3 separate regions of the Zea mays genome follow, and regions 1 and 2 are each linked to region 3. The links are chromatin contacts, called in public Hi-C maps. All regions are on one chromosome and are shown on one strand. The core of a region is the stretch at or near the end of the contact, and the rest is flanking DNA. Distances in the headings are between cores, read along the strand shown.

The links. A called contact is a pair of places that touch in the nucleus more often than the background predicts.
Region 1: a Hi-C map of endosperm shows a contact between it and region 3, with 3 times the contacts expected there. The contact joins the promoter of LOC100284614 here to the promoter of LOC100276317 in region 3. A contact is called at or near these places in 4 of 25 Hi-C or Micro-C datasets (ear, endosperm, leaf and 1 more) and 1 of 3 datasets of contacts at active chromatin or transcription factors (leaf).
Region 2: a contact with region 3 is called in a Hi-C map of tassel, with 3 times the contacts expected there. The contact joins the promoter of LOC100275712 here to the promoter of LOC100276317 in region 3. A contact is called at or near these places in 6 of 25 Hi-C or Micro-C datasets (bundle sheath, endosperm, leaf and 2 more) and 1 of 3 datasets of contacts at active chromatin or transcription factors (leaf).

The regions. Positions count from the first base shown.
Region 1 is chr3:40,107,547-40,110,958 of Zm-B73-REFERENCE-NAM-5.0, reverse strand. LOC100284614 (BCAS2 protein) reads left to right here and starts at 1,343. Exons shown (of 7, transcript NM_001317967.1): 1 at 1,343-1,743; 2 at 3,034-3,209. The coding sequence starts at 1,492.
Region 2 is chr3:40,535,186-40,538,258 of Zm-B73-REFERENCE-NAM-5.0, reverse strand. It overlaps LOC100275712 (cyclic dof factor 2), which reads right to left and starts at 1,528. Exons shown (of 2, transcript XM_020549614.3): 1 at 1,123-1,528. The coding sequence starts at 1,272.
Region 3 is chr3:40,363,446-40,366,826 of Zm-B73-REFERENCE-NAM-5.0, reverse strand. LOC100276317 reads right to left here and starts at 2,084. Exons shown (of 6, transcript NM_001150133.1): 1 at 1,960-2,084; 2 at 927-1,036; 3 at 655-834. The coding sequence starts at 1,001.

The DNA of each region.
Region 1 (3,412 bases), core at 94-2,593, 260 kb after region 3:
GAGAGGATTAGTGGGAGATTAGCATGGATTTGTCTTATATGAGTGTAATTAGCTTGTAGAGCTCAATGTATGACACCGGAGGCATACATATACGTGTGAGCATGAGGAAAGTTATGAAGAAAATATTTGTAGGGACTTCAAAAATGATTCTGAAGGTATTTCTCAGGAAGAAAATACTTGGAGATATATCGGTGGAATATTTGGGCAGTATTTCTGAAAGAGTTTGAGGGTGATCACCGGGGAAATATTTGTAGGATATTTTGAGGAGGATTTTAGAGACAATATAGACCACTATATTTTATTTGATGATATCAACTTGCAAACAAACATTTTAAAATGAAATTTGAAATTCATTTTGAATTTAGAGCAAGTTTGAGAAAATTCCAAGATTTGAATTTTTGGGATGCTACATGCATATATGTTTACACATTAGGTTGATAATGCCTTGTATCATATGCTTTTGGTTCACTCAGCTTTTCCAAAAGGTAGGGTTCATGTGTTGAGCACCATATGTGCCCCCTGGAGAGGTCAAATGGTCTGACTTTGTAGCTGGACATTCGGGCCGCGAATGGTCCGCTCATAGACACAGATGATCCATGGTTAGGTTAGATGAGGCGGATAAGCCCTTTTTCCGTGCGTGTTTATCCATTTAAAACCGTGGATTCTGTTGGCGAACGCGTAGGAATGAGTCTAGACATCCCTTATATTTATGAAGGTATACGATCGATTGTAGACACTAACAATCGAATCAAATCAATATATCTTCCGTTCCTTTACTTTTTGCCCTAGAAGTAGCCAGTAACGTAGTCTTATTTATCTCAATCCTCACATCTCTTTGACTCTACGTCATCTGAAGGCATCTTAGGTGGCCTGCCGACCCCAAGATAAACCCTAGTATCAGTCCTCTCTGACGGGTCCCTCCCAGTAGGCGAGGTCTAGGTGCTGTTAGCGAACGCCACGCTCCTGCGCACACGTGGATCGTCCGACTCGATGCAGCGAAACCTGCTCCTGCCGTCAGGTCGTGGACCGTCCGCACCGCCGCAGAGAGTCAAGCGAAACAAATCCCATTGATTAGCACTCAGATCTGTGCCAACAATTATATAATCAATGAGTTGAAACAAACCTGAAGTAAGTTAATGGATAGGTTTCAGTTTTAACGACAAATATACAATGGAGATATCAGATAGAAACGATGTGATGCATGGATATCTCGTTTCTAGCTTTCAACAAAAAAAGAATGTTCATTCACACCAGTTCAATGGTTCAATAGAGTGCTGACGGGTTCTCTCCCTAGAGAGAAAAAAAAAACAGTAGACACGGGCCTTTCGAACCGTGCTCAATCCAAAACGCCAAACGGCCCACGTGCGCCGCGTTTCCTCCATCTCCATCCGGCCATCCCACCTCCGCTTCCTCCTCCGCGCCGGCCTACGCGACTGCTTCCCTCTCTCTCTCGAGTCTCGACTCTCGACTGCGCCGCTACAGCCTGACGCGATGGCCTCGTCGGCGACGAGAGAGGTTCTCATGCTTGAGGCGCCTCCGCCGTCCGACCCCGCTGCGGGGCCCTGGCGCGCGGTGCCGGACGCGGAGGCCATTGACGCGCTGCCCTACATCGACGGCGACTACGGCGATGCGGCGGTGAAGCGGGAGGTCGATCGCCTCGTCGAGGAGGAGATGCGCCGAGGGAAGCGCAAGCCTGCAGACTTCCTCCGGGACCTGCCCCCTGTTCCCACCGCCGGATTCGAGGTACAGTTGCAGAGATTTCTTAGCCCCAAAGGTATATTGGGGAGTAGCTCGAACCCATTACGTTTTCTCCGCGGATGTTAGGGGCTTAGCATAAGGTTGCAGCTTCGTCGATGTTAGCAGGTGCGATCTGCGTTTAGGGTTCAAAGGAGGGTCGTGCGGGAGCTAGGGTTTGCAGTTGTAGAGGTCACAGTGAACCAAGTTAGCTGGATGGATTATAAATATATGTTTTCGTTATTTAGATTTTGTGGAGCTCTAAGGCTGAATCCAACCATTCCCCCTCTCAAATCCCCCTATTCACATTCTCTATTCATATTTAAATACCTCCCTCTTCCCTCTATTAAATTGGTTGGAGACCGCCTAAGTAAATTAACTTGGTTGGGTCAATGTATCTCTGCATTGTTTAGACTTTATAACTAATTAACTATTGCATATGAAATTGAAGTTTTAGTTGACAACCCCTTTACATTTTACCTGCGAACCATTTAGGGGGTGTTTGGTTTCTAGGGACTAATTTTTAGTCCCTACATTTTATTCCACTTTAGTTACAAAATTATCAAATATAGAAACTAAAACTCTATTTTAGTTTCTATATTTGTCAATTTATATACTAAAATGGAACAAAATGAAGGGACTAAACATTAGTCCCTAGAAACCAAACACCCCCTTAATTGGGTTGTATAATAGGTATAACATCTAACAGTCACAGTTTTGTGATCCGTTTCTGTAACAGTGCATGTTAAGCTGGGGCATCATGCTCTTGTAGTCTGTCTTTTGTTACAGTACTTTAGATGGACATCCTGCACAGATCAAGGATTTTTGTGCTAGATGTTTACTTCGGGCTCAGATAAAGGAATAATGCTCAGAAAAGGACCTGCTTATGCTTTTATTAGTTCGATGGATTGATTGATGTTTACTTCTGATGGATTTGAGGTTACACCTCATCTGGTCATGACACTGAGGTCTGAGGATCAAGCATTGACCATTTATGATGAAGTATGCATCTCTAATTGAAATTCAATATTGAAACATGACTTGGAAGTTTTTAACAGAATATTCTGTACTATTTAGTGAGCACTGTTATTAAACTTGGACCTTGTGAAGCTACTATCTTCTTTTTCATGTATTTCAATTCCATAGTCCATAGATATCTTAGATATACTTGATTTTTAACTATTGTGTCATATCAAAACCGGAACCTTGATCTGAATCAAGAAATCCGCAGGTTTTGACTGTTTGAAAATCTATGTGTGGTGTAATTAACGTAAAGTATGCTATCATTTTTTGTTTCAGAATCATCCTATGCTTTCTAAAGAATATGAACGTGTTAGGGCTGGCAAACCTCCTTTTATGCTAGATATGTCTCGCTATGGTTTGGAGCCACCTCCAATGAACAAGAGGAATGATGTTGGCGCTTGGAGGCAGGCTCTACGGAATGCTCAGAGCCAGTTGCAGCATCAAATTATAAGGTAAGTCAAGGTATTATTTTTGGTGCATCAGGGGTTATGTATTCACATTCTATAACATAGATGCCTATTTGCAGAACTGTGTGTCTATGTAGAAACTAAGTAAAGCATTTTTGTGACAGCTACAAGTTTATAGCTTGTATAATAATGAATATGGCTTGCACTGTTGTTTAGCGTGATGTGAAAAAAATCTTAACTCTAACGTA
Region 2 (3,073 bases), core at 279-2,778, 170 kb before region 3:
ATATCAAATATGACGTATTTTGCTTTAGATTTTTGTACGCACATATTTGTGTGTCCTCAAATACTTTATATATACTTTAGTTTTGTTTGATTCGCAGTCTAAATTATAAAAATGATTAGAGAAAAGAAGAGAGAGTCTCTGTGTATATCGAGGATAAAGGAGTGTCCTCTTCGGTATTCAGAGGTCGTTGTCGAAGATGATTCTTTACATAACATCCTTGGAGACTTTCTTAGAGCAAGACTAATAATATAGCTAAATGATAGTGGTACGGATCATTGCAACTTATCACTTAGCCTACTTGTATAGTACTCCTTTCGTTTCGTTTTAGTTGTCGCTGGATAGTGTAAAATTGAACTATCCAGCGACAACTAAAAAGAAACGGAGGGAGTAGTTAGTTCTTCACTAGTAACATATAGGCCACATGTCTATCATAATTTTTTTATCCCTTTGTCTAAGTTAATGATAAGTTTATAGTCCGTTTCTTCTCTCTTCTTTTCTCGCTCTTCCATCTCAACATTAGTTTGTTTAGTGTTTATTATTATAACTGTTCTTACTCGTGATGCATCCATCACGTCAAAACGAGAGAGAGATAAAAGTGGTCCAGACTCCAAACTTCCAAGCATAAACTGTGTACGGGCGGGTTTTTTTTGGTGGGGCGTGGGGGACGCTATTCTAACCCATTCAGGAATTGTTCGGTTAGAAGTGGATTGAGGGGATTAAAAGAGATTTAATCCCCTTCTATACAAATCTAAATCTAAATAGGAGAGGATTTAATCCGCTCCAATACCCCTTAAACCTCCTCAAACCGAACATGCCCTCATGGACTTTTTTAGGTCTATCCATCCATTCATAAATCCTAATCGAACTTGCCCTGATCTTGATCGGCCTGTACCTCGTAGCGCCCACACACACACGATCTCGCTCTATTTTTAGCTTGCGCTTCCAAATTCTAAACAACCTCAGACGAGATTCCCGACACTAAATTTAAAACGGAAAAGTAAAGTTAAAAAGAGCGCGTAACTGAAATTGAACCGCCGATCACATAATCGAATCGCCTGCAGCGACATGACAAGTCTGCCACTCGCTGGAGTGACAAAGTGCAATCGAGTATACTAAACTAACCTCATCCACCGCCGCGGCAACCTCCGGCGCCCGTGGCTGCAGCTCATCCTGCGGCGGGTCCTCCACTTCCGTGGTTCCCGGGGCGGTTTCAGGCCCCCACGGGATCACCCGGCCGAAGAGCTTGATCCCAGGATCCTTCTGATCCGACATCCTCGTCCTGCTCTGCTCCCGCCTGCGAGACCGACAGGAACGCAAGCCGCTGCTGACTACGCGCTCTCGAAGCGGCGAGAGGAAGGAACCAAGCTGGAGGAGAGAGACAGGCTGAGGCAGTAATGGATATAGTAGCGGGGTGTTGCGGAATTGGGGGAAAACAGAGGAATTTGAGATGGGGTACTAGCCTTAAAAGCGTTTCCTCCGAGGCTCCGAACCAAAAGCTCGTGAGGAGTTGCAAATACATCCCCACAGAAATGCAAAAATTGATATTCTGACATGGTACGAGAGATCTAATGATCCTTTCAAATCTAGCTTAAACAATTTTCCATTCAAATTTAAACATAGCTCAAACTTCAGAATTCCTTTACTGTCTGTATAATACTACCTTCGTTTTCGAATATTTGTCGTCGACTAGTTTATTTTTAACTAAAACATAACAAATAAAAAAAATAGATAGAATATCTATTTTCTCAATCTTCATCTCTCGAGGTTGATCGATTTTCAAAATTGTGCCACACGATGGAAAACCGAGGGAGAGTTGTTGCGGGATTAGGTTTGAATAGTTAGTAAGCTTTTTTAGAGGGGTTACTAAAACACATGCGTATGAATTTTAGTTTTCTTTTAGACAACTGTTATTGCATACATGTTAATTGTGCATCTGGTTTGTTGCAATTTATATAGGCATAAATTTGTTCCAGGAAATAAAAAATAGTTAAACACAACTATAAACCAGAAAAAGTCTGATCCATGTTGGCATAAATTAAAGATTGTTAACATTATTTCTATAGTCAGATAAGGATAAATATTGATTTATTATGATGCAACAAATTATAAAAAAACAATAATTTACTTATACTAGTCTGTATACAAGAGTGAAGTCTGAAATCATAAAAAAACTAAATACCACAAATATAGGAGGTATTTTTTAAATGTTCGGCCCGGTTTTGTAGTCTAGGATCGGGAATCGGGAAACTGGGATAGCTAAAGGTTGAGAAGTTATTTTTATGCTTGTGTTTATTCATGTACTTGCTTAACACTAGATCTTCTAAAAAATCACTTCAACTTTTTTTAAAAGAAAAAATCAACATGTTCGACCCAAGAATTTAGAAAAAAAAAACTAAGATGCTTGCATATGATGGTACGTACCTTTTCCTGGAAATTATAGGAGTTTAGAAAAGTTAAAGTTAAGACAAATCCAAAATGACGTAGTAGAGAGTCGGGTATGGTAAATCAGACGGTAATAGCTTTGGCATGGATCTTTAGAAAAAGAAACAGCTTTGGCATGCATTTGTAATACAAAAATACAACAGCAACAAATAAAAACCCTTGTACAAAACAACAACAAACAAAAGAAAACTAGGCCGTTACAAAAATTCTCCAGGGTCCAGGGGTGTATATGCGACTTGGCACTTTCTCTGGGGGCACGCAACGCGAAAACGACTGCGGCGCACGATCCGGTCTGCGATCGGGTGACGCCGTGCGCGGGGGGCAGCTGGCGTCCAGGTCAGCGGCGCGGGCGCCCGACAGCCACGAGTTTTCGTGGCTGGGAGGCCGCGCGTGTGACGTCAGCGCCGGGGCGGCATGCCGTGGGCGAATCTTGCGAAAAGCGGAGCGCAAAGGGGCGGCCACCAGCCCCCGCTTTTCCTACTCTTTTCGTCTTTCTTTTTGCTCCCTTTTCGGCGAGAGAAGAAAAAAAGCGGGCTGCACTGCTGCTCGCAAGTCGCATCACGTGTCACGTGCCGCTGTGCCTTTGTCTCCTCTGTTCTGATGGGCCCGAGTGGCCCTGGTAGCTTGGCAA
Region 3 (3,381 bases), core at 835-3,334:
CAGGGCACAAGGACCTGGAGCCACCGCCGGGTGCCGCCGCTGGGAGCCACCGCCAGGAGCCGCCGGGACAGAGGCGCCGTCGCCCCAACGGAGGAGCCGCCGGCCACGTCCAAGACAGAGCCGACTTCCGCCCCCGCCTACGAGTCCAAGACAGAGCCGGAGTGCCGAACACCACCCAAGGAGAAGCCGCCGCCCCTCTCCCCCTCTGACCCTGTGCAGCACTGCCGCCCAAGGAGCCGCTGTCCTACCCTTACCCTGACCCTATGCAGCACTACAGTAGTCCTCTCCTAAGATGAGCACATCGCCTGATGGTCAGTACTCAGCCTCTGCTTTCCTGTCCTAAGATGACCAGCTCGACTAGGGTCGATTAGTCGACCTAGTCGACGACTAATCGCGACTAATTGACCGGTCGGTCCCTATACGACTAGGTTCGACTAGATGACTTGAAAACATTGTAGCTAGCAATTAGCTGGTCCATTAGTTAACCCATTCTAAACCTCTCAGGTAATTTTAGCTGCTAGTTGTTCGTTTTAGAAGTTTGGAACAGGGCCTGAGCTAAAAGGACCCCCTACCTGGCTATTTCTCACTAAAGTTTGAATGTATTGATCTATGTAGTGCCTGTAATCAGGTTATCTTTAATTAAAACCAACATACCCAACAGATGTTTTCAGGTTTGAATGCAAGCCGCCACTTCACAGCTGCTTTCATCATTTTACTAGCTTTCTGCACATTCCAGTTCCTTGCTCGAAGAAATCTCGCTAACGAGGCATCTGAAAGGAAGTCTTTAATGGCTGCTGATGAGTGTTCACCAAGCTCCTTGCGTAATTCATTTATCTGCTCACAGAGACACAGTGCAGCAAGTTAGAACTTACTAGAAAGTGCTTAACTAAATCCCAGCAGAGATGTCTAGGTAAGGTTGTTCTTACTTTTTCTCGCTGTTCTTCTGGGGATGGGATTTTTTCAGTGGTGCCGCCATTGCTAGACTTGAATAGAAAGGACATTAGAGTAGCTTGAAGGAGGCAACTCCACTAGATAACTGCAACCCGTGCATAAATGCAATTAGAAGAATGAACATACATAAACCAATTTCAATCGTCTACTCTGCAAAAAGTCAAAAAGAAAAGCTACCAAAATAACATAATCAAAACTTAACAGAACTATTAGAGCGGTGGCATTCAGGTAAATAACATAACGCAAAGATCTATATAGCCTTGCCCTCATGGCCTCCAGCTGATAATTGATTCAATGCCAAGATTGGGCCATCAAACATCGAAAGCTTCAAAATGGGGAGGCCATTAAAAGGGTGTTTGGCATGCTCCAGAGCAAAACTCCGAGGGAGAGCTGGTCAGAGCCAGCTAGACACTTTGAATCCAGAATTGCAAACCTCCTTTGCTTCTCTGAAATCCTTAAAACACAACCTAGACATAGAGTTTGAATATGTTTACCCACCACTGTCGCTGGTTATGAGAAATGAACTAGATTCTGGGTAGAGCTGCTCCACCCAGAGGTTTTGTAGCAGAGCTGCGTAGAGTGGAGAAGAGTCATGCTAAACAACCCTCTAGGGCAGACCGGCAGGCCACTAAATTCTAGTGAGGAGTCGATAGCATCCATGACGTATGGGAGTGGACTGACAGAGCAGCAGCCATCACGATGTGAATGCAACGATCGCAAAATCGTAACACTGTCAGGGGGTAGTGTAAATCGGCCGACGTACAAGCTGTTGGCCCTCTCACGAGGTAGGATCGGATCTGGACGCGCTTCACACCGCCAGGTCGAGGTCAAGTTGACGCCACGCGGTTGTGCAGCTCCCATCTTCCGAGAGCCAGCACGACCAACCACCGGAGCTAGAGGAGGAACGGATCGAAGCCTCACCTCATCACCTCACATCCAGATGAACCCAACCCCGAGCGATCTTCTAAGGAAGAAGTGAAGCGGCCAGGAGCAGGAATCTAATCTCACCCGCCAAACACGGCGCCCAAACCCCAACCCGACAACAACCGGGAATTCGCAGTGGCCGGACCCCGATCTCCGAGAACGGCGAGGCGGTACGAAGGAATGAAGGGTGGGAGATAGAGGCACGAACCTGGTTCGCTTCCGTTCCGCCGCCCGCGTTCGTGGGAGTGGCGGCTCCGGTAGTGACGGAAATGTAGCGGTTGAAGGTCTGGTGGGGTTGGGAGTGGAAAGTGGGGACCGGGTGGGGTGGGGTGGGTGGGTGGGGTGGGGAGGGCGACTGCGCGGGGCGGGGCGGGGCGGAAAGGAATCGGGAAAAGGGTGTGGAAAAGAAAAGAAAAGGAAATGAAAGGAAATAAAGGGTACCGTATGTTTGGATCTCTGAAAAAAAATAGATCTGCAAAATTAAATCTGGATTTACAATTTAATATGTAGCAGCTCCAACAGTGAATCTGATATCTATTGTAGAACTATTTGATAAATATAACAGTTTCAGATTTATGCAAGGACAATTATATTAGAATTATATATTTTAGCTTTAAGATGGACCCCACATCTTGTTTCTTCCTTCTTCACTAGCTAAAACGAAAAAAAAACATTCAGAAAGTCACGACGCACTGTCAAGGCGCGGTGAGCCTGTCAGACAATCAACAAGAGGTGAACGGTAGAGCGATGTTGGGCACGCTTGAGGACACAGGGATGACGACGACGCACGACCTCCCAGGGTAGGGCGTGGCCGATCAAGGACGACCGGTGACGTGTGGCCGCCCGAGGATGTGGATAGTGGAGAGAAGAAACAATGAGGAAGAAAAAAAATAACGGAACTGTACATAATACTACTTAGATGGCAGTGGTGGTTAATTTTTTCTTCATTCTATTAAATTGAGGTTAGCGTATCGAAGGAGCTTCATTAAAATAATAAATGTCTTTAAATTTGCTTTTTTAGTAAATTCGAATTTTTTCCTTATGTTTTTTTACAGTGTTTTTATCTTTATAGATTGCAGCTGCTGGTTTTAATCCGAAACGAACAACATATTTATACACGTAGACTGTTCGACTAATGTTGTTTTCAGACGATGAAACTGTTACAAACATATGTTCGTGAGAGACGGTGGAAGGTCGCCGGCTCACCGCCCGGGCGCGTGGAGACGGAGGCTGGTGAGTGCTGGACTGCTGGTCTCAGGCGGTGGTCCGTTGGCGCGTATGTCACGGCTCGCGTGAGGATGCTGCCGCGCGGCGAACATAATCTTGGCCGTGCACCGGGGGGCCAGGTTATGAGGACGTGGTTGGGTATTCAACTACTATGTCCTCTAAGCAAGCAATACAAGGATATTTTTCCAACGGAACACGGTGTGTTTATGGGGAAAATATCCTATGCAATCATTTATCCTGGTGCAATCATGCAATCAAACGATCTGGTGCATCCGATCT